Regions from separate parts of the Mus musculus genome. Here region 2 is linked to region 1. Evidence: chromatin contacts called from public promoter capture Hi-C data. All regions are on one chromosome and are shown on one strand. Each heading gives the region's core, a stretch centred on a gene start, on an enhancer-like site or on the middle of the called end of the contact. The rest is flanking DNA. Distances are from core to core; before and after follow the strand shown.

Evidence for each region. Capture Hi-C pulls out chosen DNA fragments and counts their contacts.
Region 2: a promoter capture Hi-C map of pancreatic islet shows a contact between it and region 1. The contact joins the promoter of Cdh1 here to the promoter of Terf2 in region 1. A contact is called at or near these places in 2 of 9 other capture datasets (liver and pancreatic islet).

Annotation. Positions count from the first base shown.
Region 1 is chr8:107,093,280-107,098,358 of GRCm38.p6, reverse strand. It overlaps Terf2 (telomeric repeat binding factor 2), which reads left to right and starts at 1,811. Exons shown (of 10, transcript NM_001371065.1): 1 at 1,811-2,237; 2 at 2,335-2,430; 3 at 3,407-3,537. The coding sequence starts at 1,850. It overlaps Mir7075 (microRNA 7075), which reads left to right and starts at 2,253; the gene lies at 2,253-2,334.
Region 2 is chr8:106,599,896-106,605,384 of GRCm38.p6, reverse strand. Cdh1 (cadherin 1) reads right to left here and starts at 2,035. Exons shown (of 16, transcript NM_009864.3): 1 at 1,843-2,035; 2 at 978-1,098. The coding sequence starts at 1,890.

The DNA of each region.
Region 1 (5,079 bases), core at 562-3,061:
AGCATTTAAGATCTCAAAACCCTGCCTTCACAATGCCACACTTCCTTGAAATCCCACCAATCCCCATTCTGGAACTGTCCACTCTGGGAAGCTCCACCTCCCACCCCCCAAGAAACCCTATATAAAGTCTTCCTTCAGTTCACTGCTGCTTTTTACCCAAGCAGAGGCAGCCACCCTTTTGGGGTCTTCCCTCCCAAACACATCTCTTGTGTGAGATTTGTTGTACAGTGTGATTTTGTGGAGTTCTTTGTCCCCTGATTGACAGGATACCTCCCAGAACAGAGGTGTAACACCTTCCACTGTGGCAACCTCCCCCTTGCTGAAGCACAGATGTAATACTTTTTAGAGAGAAACCTTCCCTTGCCAGGCCTCGCCCCTGAGGAGCTCCAACCACCAGTTCCATCCACAGAACACTCTAACCACTCTAATGGCTGGACCCAGCCAGCCCTCACCCTACAGAGTAAAAAAACTCAAGCTCTGGACTTGAAAACTTGCCCTGCTCCACTCTCACCCCAAGAAACCCCACATAAACCCTGCCTTCTACTCAGTATCCAGCTGCCTCTCGCCTGAGCCTGAGTCTTCCTTCCTTCCCAGTAAATTTCTTGTGTGTGAGGTTTGTCGTATAGTGTGACTTTGTGATATTCCTTGGTTCTTGACTGCCAAGATACTTTCCCCTCAGAGCTATAACTTTTACACTGGGTGTAAAGACATGGACCACTGCACCAAACTTAAAAATCAGATTTTTTTTTTTTTTTGTAAACAAAAATAGATTGTCCAAGCATGCTCTGGATGAGTTCATGAAAAGCAATTGGAATCCAGGAGCAACAAGATAGATGGTTCAGTGGATAAAGATGCTTGCCAGAGACTAAGCCAGATGACCTGATTTCAGTCCCTAGGATCCACATAATGAAAGGCAAAAACCAACTTCTAAAAGTTATCCTTGGATCTCTGTGTATACACACACACACACACACACACACACACACACACACACAATTTGTTGAACCCTGAGCTACAGGAACCAGAAATAGTAACTCAGTTCATTTTAATACAATCCTCACGATGTCCACTTGACAGAAAGGGGCACAGGTACACAAACGGAGAAGTAACTTGTTCAAGGTTTACACAATAAGAAGCAGACCTGTCAGGATATCAAGGCAGATAGTTTAGCTCCTGTTAAGTAAGGCAAACAGGCTGGAATCACCAAGCAGCTTGGATTACCATAGCTAGGATTGCTTTAGAGAGTGGCTCCAAAGCCATGTTGTGGATGGGCTCTGACATGAGTTCAAAACTAGCCTGGGTAACTTTGCAGGGCCTGTCTTAGAATACATTTTTACTAGGTGGCTGGGGACAGTGCACGGTTGATAAAGTGCTTGCTCTAGAATGGCGAGGACCTCCGTTGATTCCCAGAACAAACCTATGTTTTAAAAAGAAAAAAAGTAAAAAAAAAAAAAAAAAAAAAAAAGGCTGGCCATGTTGGCACTATCTCAGCACTGCAACACAGAGGCAGAGTTCTATGTCTTGAGTTCCAAGCCAACCAGGGATACACAGTGAGACTCTGTGTCAAAACAAAACAAAGTAATTTCTTTCTACTGTACTGCTTTTCACAATTTGCGAAATGTCTAACATTATGCACGCGCTTATTTTTCATATTCTTTACACTGTCCCAAGTCTGCAGCGTAGTCTTCAAAATAGCGCGCCTGGCTGGGCTGTGTGGACTCCAATCCCCAGCAAGCATTGCAGCAGACACAAGAGGAACTACGGATGCCGAGGAGGTGGGTAGACCCCCCGCCGCCTCGGTCCTTTCCCTCCCAGAAGCCCGCGGGCGGCTCGGAACCCCGTCGGTATCATGGCTGCGGGAGCCGGGACAGCGGGCCCTGCTTCCGGCCCGGGCGTTGTGCGTGACCCGATGGCGTCACAGCCAAGGAAACGGCCCAGTCGGGAGGGCGGGGAGGGCGGGGAGGGCGAGCGGCGGTCGAACACGATGGCGGGAGGAGGCGGGAGCAGCGATAGCAGCGGGCGGGCGGCGAGCCGACGGGCATCGCGCAGCGGCGGGCGGGCTCGACGGGGGCGACACGAGCCAGGGTTGGGAGGCGCGGCCGAGCGGGGCGCGGGGGAAGCTCGCCTGGAGGAGGCGGTCAACCGCTGGGTGCTCAAGTTCTATTTCCACGAGGCGCTGCGGGCCTTTCGGAGTAGCCGGTACCGGGACTTCAGGCAGATCCGGGACATCATGCAGGGTGAGAGCCGGCTCGGGCCGCGGGGAGGAGGACATGGTTTTGGGGGGCATGACTTGGGGTCCGGGGCTCGCGGAGCCAACCATGTCTTCTTTCCCAGCGTTGCTTGTCAGGCCCTTGGGGAAGGAGCATACGGTGTCCCGGTTGCTGCGGGTTATGCAGTGTCTGTCGCGCATTGAAGAAGGAGAAAATTTAGGTACGGCTATTTTTTGTGTGTTCTTTTCTGGGCTTACTTACGTAGGGTTTTGTTATTTTCAAACTTAACATCCGGAACTGAAAGATTCCGGGTTAAAGTGCACTACTGGTTCCACCGCGGAGGGCTTTTTCATTCAACAGTGGTTGAATTCTCTAATTCCGGTTTTCTCCAGTTAAAGTTTCTTGGCTGTCTTTTGTTTTGTTTTCTCCCACCTGTTAATTGCACACCCATTTTTATTGCTACAAGTAAGTTACGTCAATAAGGACACATCTTTCTCCCTCTTCCTCCAAATAGTAAAGTGGGAACACTCTCCCATCCACACACAAGTTGAACTTGGCAGCTACTTAACAAACTCTCTTCATTGTTGGCCCCTTGTATCTGAGGAAGTTGTGTTATTCTGGATTTTGGAGGCAAACATATATGTTATAATTGAGCTGTATTAAAAAGTATTGAAAGATAGTCACTTAAAATACGTTGAAGCCAGCCGGGCAGTGGTAGTGCACACCTTTAATCCCAGCATTTGGGAGGCAGAGGCAGGTGGATTTCTGAGTTCGAGGCCAGCCTGGGCTACAGATCCAGTTTCAGGACAGCCAAGGCTACACAGAGAAACCCTGTCTTGAAAAACAAAAAAGAAATATGTTGATTGGAATTTGAACCATATATCAAGGACATAAACAAATAAATGCAAACTTTACTGGGTCTGTATGGCCCTTTTATATTATTAGTTTTTTTTTTTTTTAATGACAGAGTCTTAAAAGAGTCTACATAGCCATAGCTGTTGAACTCACTGTGTAGACCAGGTTGGCCTCTGCCCTCTGCCTCCTGAGTGAGGAGATTAAATGCCTGGTTTGCATGGTTCTTTGTACAAATGAGTCTTGTGGTGTTTGCATGCTTTATAAATAGCTATGTAAACTTTTTGGACATGTTTGCTCCTCCTTAGCAAAGAGCTTAAAGTGGAAACTGTGTTTTGTCCTAGACTGTTCCTTTGATATGGAGGCTGAGCTCACACCCTTGGAATCAGCTATCAATGTGCTGGAGATGATTAAAACAGAGTTCACACTGACAGACTCTATGGTTGAATCCAGCAGAAAACTGGTCAAGGAGGCTGTAAGACACATTTTTACTATTTTATTTTATTTTATTGTCTAGCAGAAGTCAGGGATCTTTGCAGACTCCTTGTGGAATCTTTTCTGCGTGGGTAGAGGGAAGAGCAGGTGGAGGGAGAGACAGACAGAGTAAGTAGTAAGCCCTCTAGCTGTGGAGAGGATAGCTCTGTGGTTTGGGTTGTTTTTGTGGCCTTGGGAAGTGGTTGACGTTGAAGACGGTTTTGGAAGTTTGTACCTTTGAGGAGCACTGAGGCCCCCCAAGTATCTGTGGTCCTAGGTTTGGTTGCCATTGTCTGTAATAAGCCAAAAGGAATGGTTAGGGCCTTGGGAAATGTGGGACTGAGTTTTTTGACTGCTGAAAGGAAGACTTAAGGAATCATTCCTGCACTAGACTAGAGTCAACCAGAGAAGAGACAGAGCACAGACAGAGCTCCAGAGTGACAGAGCGACAGAGTGACAGAGCGACAGAGTGACAGAGCTAGCTGAGGAGTGACAGAGCTCCAGAGTGACAGAGCGACAGAGTGACAGAGCTGAGGAGTGACAGAGCTCCAGAGTGACAGAGCTCTAGAGTGACAGAGCTAGCTGAGGGGTGACAGAGCTCCAGAGTGACAGAGCTAGCTGAGGGGTGACAGAGCTCCAGAATGACAGAGCTCCAGAGTGACAGAGCTCTAGAGTGACAGAGCTAGCTGAGGAGTGTCTAGGAGTGTTTGGGTTCTGGTGGCTTCAAGAAAAACTCTTTAAACAAAACAACTGGCTGCAGGTTTTTTTTCTCCAGGAACCAGGCTGAGGGTGTGGAAGTGTGTGCATCACTGGGGGTGGAAGAATAGCAGGAAAGTTAAGGCTAACAGAAGAGAACTCCTGCAAAGGGTGAGGTCTTAGAGGTAGAGGGAGGAAACCCTGTTTCACAAGGAAGCCATTAGCTCTATATAGGGTACTCAAATACCCTGCTTTTTTTGTTTGTTTGTTTGTTTTTTAAACAAAAACAAAAAAACCAGATATCTGTTCAGTTAAGGCCCTGGAGCAGACACTACTGTTTAGTCTTGCAAAGAATGCTTGGGTAATTGTTGTTTACTTCAAGGAGGAATAATCCATTGTAGGTTTTTAGTATGGGTGAGGGGGGAGTGTCAGAAAAATCCTCAGTGGTGGAGTAGAAGCCGGGGGTGGGGGGGGTGGGGGGGGTGGGGGGGGTGGGGGGGGTGTTACTCTGAGAATAGCTCAGATTGCTCTGAATGGAAGAATGTGACCTGGGCATAGTAATTTGTACAACCCTTGTAGAACTAAGGACTGTAGGCTTATCATCTGGCCTGTCTTGTAGAGGAGTCTTTGTTGGCATGTACACATTATAATTTTATTACTTAAGCACTTGGGGTCTTTCTGTTGTATATTTGGGGAGGTTCTTGTGAGATGGGGTCTTATTGTATACAGAGTGGCCTCCACCTCCATGCTCCTGCCTCAGCCTCCTCAGGGCTGGCTTATACCACACAACCAGCTAAGTCACTGCATTCATGTTCTAAATGTTTGTTTGCAATGTCTGTCAGTGAAA
Region 2 (5,489 bases), core at 786-3,285, 490 kb after region 1:
CGGGCCGCTATTTCTCTGTAAGGTGCACCACCAAACCTGGACCCAACTTCCAAAGCTCACAGCAAACTTTTAGACACCATCATGAGTGCTGTAGATTTTTCAGGTGGCTTACGACTGGAAGAAGAACCTCGGTGAATCTATTCCCAGAAAGGGATTGTGTGTGACTTCTCCTTTTAAAATTATTGCTTTTTGTTTATCATACTTTGGGGATCAACTAAAATCATGAGGGGGGAGGTCATTTTGGTGCAAAAGAAGCACCTAGAAACTAGGGAAAATAGTTAAAAAAGAAACAACATTAACAAAAACCTGGTCCTCTTGCCTTGCTCCCAGCCATTCCCTACAGTTATACAAAGAAAATTCTAGATTATCACAATAAGACCTCAATATATATTGAGTGTTTGAATGTATGAGTCAGAGCTACCTTTTCTTTTTTTTTCTTAAAGAAAACAAAAAACAAAAAAACAAAAAAACAAAACAAAAAAAACCTATTCCTTGGGAAAGCAGCACCTGTATCGAGTATTTTTATCCTTATGAACAAAAACCACAAGTCATTATGAACCGGTTCCTCAGTGACTATACCTAAATAGTGGGAGTCAAATCCCGGTTCAAATGCCTGCCCTGCTGACCCTGTGAAGTCACTCTATGAGCCTCCAATTGCTCATCATTAAATGGAACTACAGTCCAACTGGCTCTACCCAGCAGGTTTGGCGGTCTGAAATGATAGACCGGCTCCAGTAATCAGTTGGAGGAATACCGATGACCTCTAAATACCCTTGGCCCATTTCTGCCCCGTATAAATAGCAGAGCCAGACATATCTACCTTGATCAACCACAATCGATAAATAAGACTCCCAAATCTGCCGTAAATTCCAAGGAAGAGTTTTGTCCATTCCACCCTACCAGCATGGTAGCACGATTTCTTGGCGCCTTCACTACCCGACCCCACTCGGCCGAGTAACACCATCAGTTTCCCTTACCTCTGCCCAGGACATGGCCTCTCTCCAGGTGCCTCTCCGGCACCGGGAAGGTGTAGACCTCGGAACTGAAGCCGGGACTGCAGGACTCAGGCTCCAGCTCCTGGCAAAGCCATGAGGAGACCTGGGATGGAGGTAAAGTAAGCAAACTGGTGACTTGAGGGGGTTCCCAGCAGCCCACACCGAAACCAAGGGTAACCCTTCCCTCGCCTCGGGCGCCGGGATTAGTGGGGAGGACCCCCCTCAGGGCACACAGGGACGCTATCCGCTCATCCCGAAACCAGCCGCCAAGCTCCAAAAGCCTTTGGGGGAGGGGACATCTGGGGCCACCACCTGGCAACCTAGTCCACCTTCCTCTCCTAGCTCCATTTGCATCTCACTGGAGACGCCTTGACTCTTCCGGACACCACTTTCCTTCGACCGCGAACGGTCTCAACGCACACCCGCAGACTCCTCTCGGGTACCCCAATCTACGGTCCCTCCCTAACAGGACAGGTGCTTTTATAATACTAAAATCCCTTCCCTTATCTCGGATCGTCCGCGCTACTTCAGCACCCCACCTTCTACAGGCAGGCCCCCATCCTGCTCCACGCCTCCTCTGTCTCAAACAGGGACCCTGCTCAACCCGGGGACCCGGGAGCCGGCAGCGTGGCGCGCCCCCACCTGGGAACCTGCGCCAGAGGCGACCACTCCGCGCCCGCCTGGACCTCCCTCCCACTCCACCGCACTCAGCCCCGCACCGCGCAGCGCCCAGGGCGATCTGGCCCTCCGGATCCCAACTTTCTTGGAAGAAGGGAAGCGGGACCACAGCCGGCAGAAAAACACAGCGAAGCGGATCATGGGGCACGAGTCAGGACCCTCCACATACCTGCAGCAGGAGCAGGAGCGCGGAAAAGCTGCGGCACCGGGCTCCCATGGCGGACCCGGCAGACGCCGAGCAAACACTGAGCTCGGGTGCGGTCGGGCAGGGCCGGGTTAGGCCGGGCAGGAGTCTAGCAGAAGTTCTTGGGAACTCAGTAGTGCGCCGCGGCTCCCACACCAGTGAGCAGCGCAGAGGCTGCGGCCGCCAGGTGAGCCCGCAGGCACCGCCCCCGGCGCCGCTGATTGGCTGGGGACGCACCTGCAGGTGGCAGCCAAGGAACTGCAGGGCCCTCAACTTCCTCCACCCCTGTCTGTAGTTGGTGGCATGGGGCCGGCCTTAGAAGACTTCCCAGCTTCCTATTCCACGGTCGTTCGAATCCTAGCCTAGCTGTGCTCTGACCCACGGAGACATGGAGTTACAAAGGACTTTATTCATCATCTAGGTTTCCGTTTTGTTTCTTATGTTTTTATTTTCTTTGGTTGGATGAGTTTGTTTGCTTAGGGATTTTAAATGACATTTTAACATGGGGGGAGGGGTGCGTGCGCGGGCGAGAGCGCGATCCTGTGCTCGCAAACGCACGTGCCACAGACCGATTGTGGAGATAAGACGACAGCCTTCAAGAGTCAATTCTCTTCTTCCACCAAGAGGGTCTTGGGATTGCATTGCCGCCATTGGCCTTTACTGACTGAGCTATTTCTCCGACGGTTTTATTTTGTTTGGTAGCTTTTTTGTTTGTTTGTTTTCCAACTCAGGTGGGCCTGGAATTGTCTTAGTCTTAGCCATCCTCCTGTTTCAGTCTCCCGAATGCTGGGATTGCACAAGTGGGGTACCAGACCAGGCTAATCTAATTTTCTAACACCTGACCGGCTCCCTTTTGAGACATAGCCTTGCTATGTAGCCCAGCATGGCTTTAAACTCATCATTGTTCAAACTCAGCCTTCTCACTTCTGGGATGGAGCTACAGGTACCCACTACCTTACTGCCCGGCTAAAATCTGTTCTCTTAACTTCAGTTCTCAGGACTAGGTAACCCAGACTGGCTTTGACCTTGGGACCCCCAAGTAGCAGCATCCTATGCATCCCACATCCATCAGGTTTTTTGTTTTGTTTTGTTTTGTTGTTGTTGCTTTTTATTTTAAATCTTTTACTTACATTGTTCTCCCTCCGTGTATGTCTATGTGAGGGTATCAGATCTCCTGGAACTGGAATTACAGACAGCTGTAACTACCATGTGGTTGCTGGGATTTGAACCTGGGTCCTTTGGAAGCAGCCAGTGCTCTCAACCACTGAGCCATCTCTCCAGCCCTCCTCATCAGTTGTTCTGTTGGGTTTTATTTTTTAATAATTTATTTTGTTTATGTGTATTGGTGTGAGGATGTCAGGTCCCTTGGAACTAGAATTACAGCCAGTTGTGAAATGCCATGGGGGTGCTGGGATTTGAACCCGGTCCTTTCGAAAGGCAGTCAATGCTCTCAACCGCTGAGCCATCTCTCCAGCCCTCTCCCATCTGAGCTGGAAGAGATGTTACTCAAATCTGTTATTTACCTACAACTTGATATCGTGTAGCAAGTCAACGTGTTAAAGGAGGAAAGTCCAGAACTCAAGCTCTCCTGTTCCAGAGATTGAGACGTTTAATACCATAGTCATGGCATAGCCACCTGCACCTGAGAATTCTGTCCCTGGTACATAATTTTAGGATCAAAAATAAAATAGACAAATATTAGATTAGTTTCCCTGTCTGCCTATGGCCTGCCATGTCCGTGTTGCTTGGATATATGAAAACAAAGGCATCTCTCATTCCTATTGGTCCAACCTTGGCAAAACAGAGATTGGGGATGTAGCTCATACATGAGGCCCTGGGTACCACCCTCAGCACAGTGTAAAGCAGGTATGGTGGTGCCTATAATAGGCACATAGGGATTACACGTAGGCAGGAAAATCGTGACTTCAAAGCCACCCTCCTCAGCGACAAACTGGATTTGAGCCCTGAGAATCTCAAGAAGCAACCAAAAACTACAAAATCATATATCCCTGCCAGTCACTAGCCTGTATGGCACTGGGCAAGTCCTCTTCTGTACTAAGGCCAAAACAATCACTGAGGTGTGGAGGCTGTGCCTTTGAAAGGCCCAGCCCTATCTGACCATCAGTATTTCCCATAGTGTTAATGGTGAACCTGAGCCCACAGAGAGCACAGCCTCATCTATAGAGGTGCTGTTTCTAGCCCACGTAACCCACACTAATTCTGCCAGCCTTCCCTGCAGGCTGACCGCTCTGTTTTAATGGCTTTCCAAGCACGCGCACACGCACACACACACACACACACACACACACACACACACACACACACACACAGCAGCAGCATTTTGGATTTCCGCTTCTTGGTTCCCTCTGCTTCTTAGCCCACCAGGCAGCTCAGAGGGCGAGGACTCTGGTATTTCCTTTCCCACTGAAGCTCCTGCCCAGATCATGCCCTGAAAGAGAAAATGGAAATAAAGAAAGGGGCGTCTTCTCTCCACGGGGCAGCCTCATCGTTTATTTTATTTTTCCTCTCAGTTACATAAAAATACATATTTTATATCATGGCTGGGTGCAGGGAGTCTTTGGAGCGTTGCTTTCTTTTGCCCAGCCAAGCACTGGCCTCGGAACTCCGAGATGACTCTTCATTGACCCTTCCATTACACAGTGATAATTCAATAAAAAGGATTTTAGACAACAACTAAGGGCAGCAATACAGGTCAGGTCTAATGCACCCTTCAGATTTCTCATCAAGTCCTCTGGAGAGGGACAGAAAGGGTCACTCAGTGCCTCAGCCTGGCTATGCAGGCTGACAAGAAAGCACCAAGAGGCTCCCTATACAGTTGGGGCTCTGTGCAGTAGTGACCTTCCTCAGTTTACCCTTCTGTCAAACAGGCATAAAACTTCAATTGAGTATGAAGACTCACCGAGCCAGTAGGTAGAGACTCTGCTGCAGGAACCGAATTATGCACTCTCCCCTCCACCCGCGGCTGCATTTATGAATCCATAAAAGGGTGGTATTGATAGCATTACATTAGGAAGGTTCTCGAGTGGTGGTGGTGGTGGGAGATGGGGGGAGTGAGATAAGGTTTCCAGCCCAGGATAGCCTCATGCTAACTATGTAGGTAAGGCTAAGCATAAACTTCTGATCTGCCTATCCTCTTCTCCCAAGCACTAGGATTTCAGGTGTGTGTCTCCTCCATACTGCACCAGACTTCCCAAGTTAGTAGGAATAAGTGAGAATCCAACCCAGGGCCCTGAGAATGCTAGGTAGGCACTCTACATATTGAACTGCACGTCCGGTCCCTTGGAAGATTCTCCTTCATACTCTAACACACTTTGTTGTTGTTAGTAGAAAATGGAACCCAGCACCCAGGCTATGGATAGCTATATACCCAGCCCTTTTTGTACTTTTTTTTGAGACAAGATCTCCACTAGTTGCCAGGCTAGCCTTAATCTCACTCTATACAGCCCAGGCAGACTTTGAACTTGTGACTATGCTGCCTCAGCATCAACTGAAGGAAGGCTACAGGCTTGAACCACCAGGCCAGGTGCTTTGTAACACTGCTCAGCAACAAGTCTAGGAAAACAGTCTATGGGAAAAAACACACATGAGCACCCTGGGAACCTCCCCAGCCC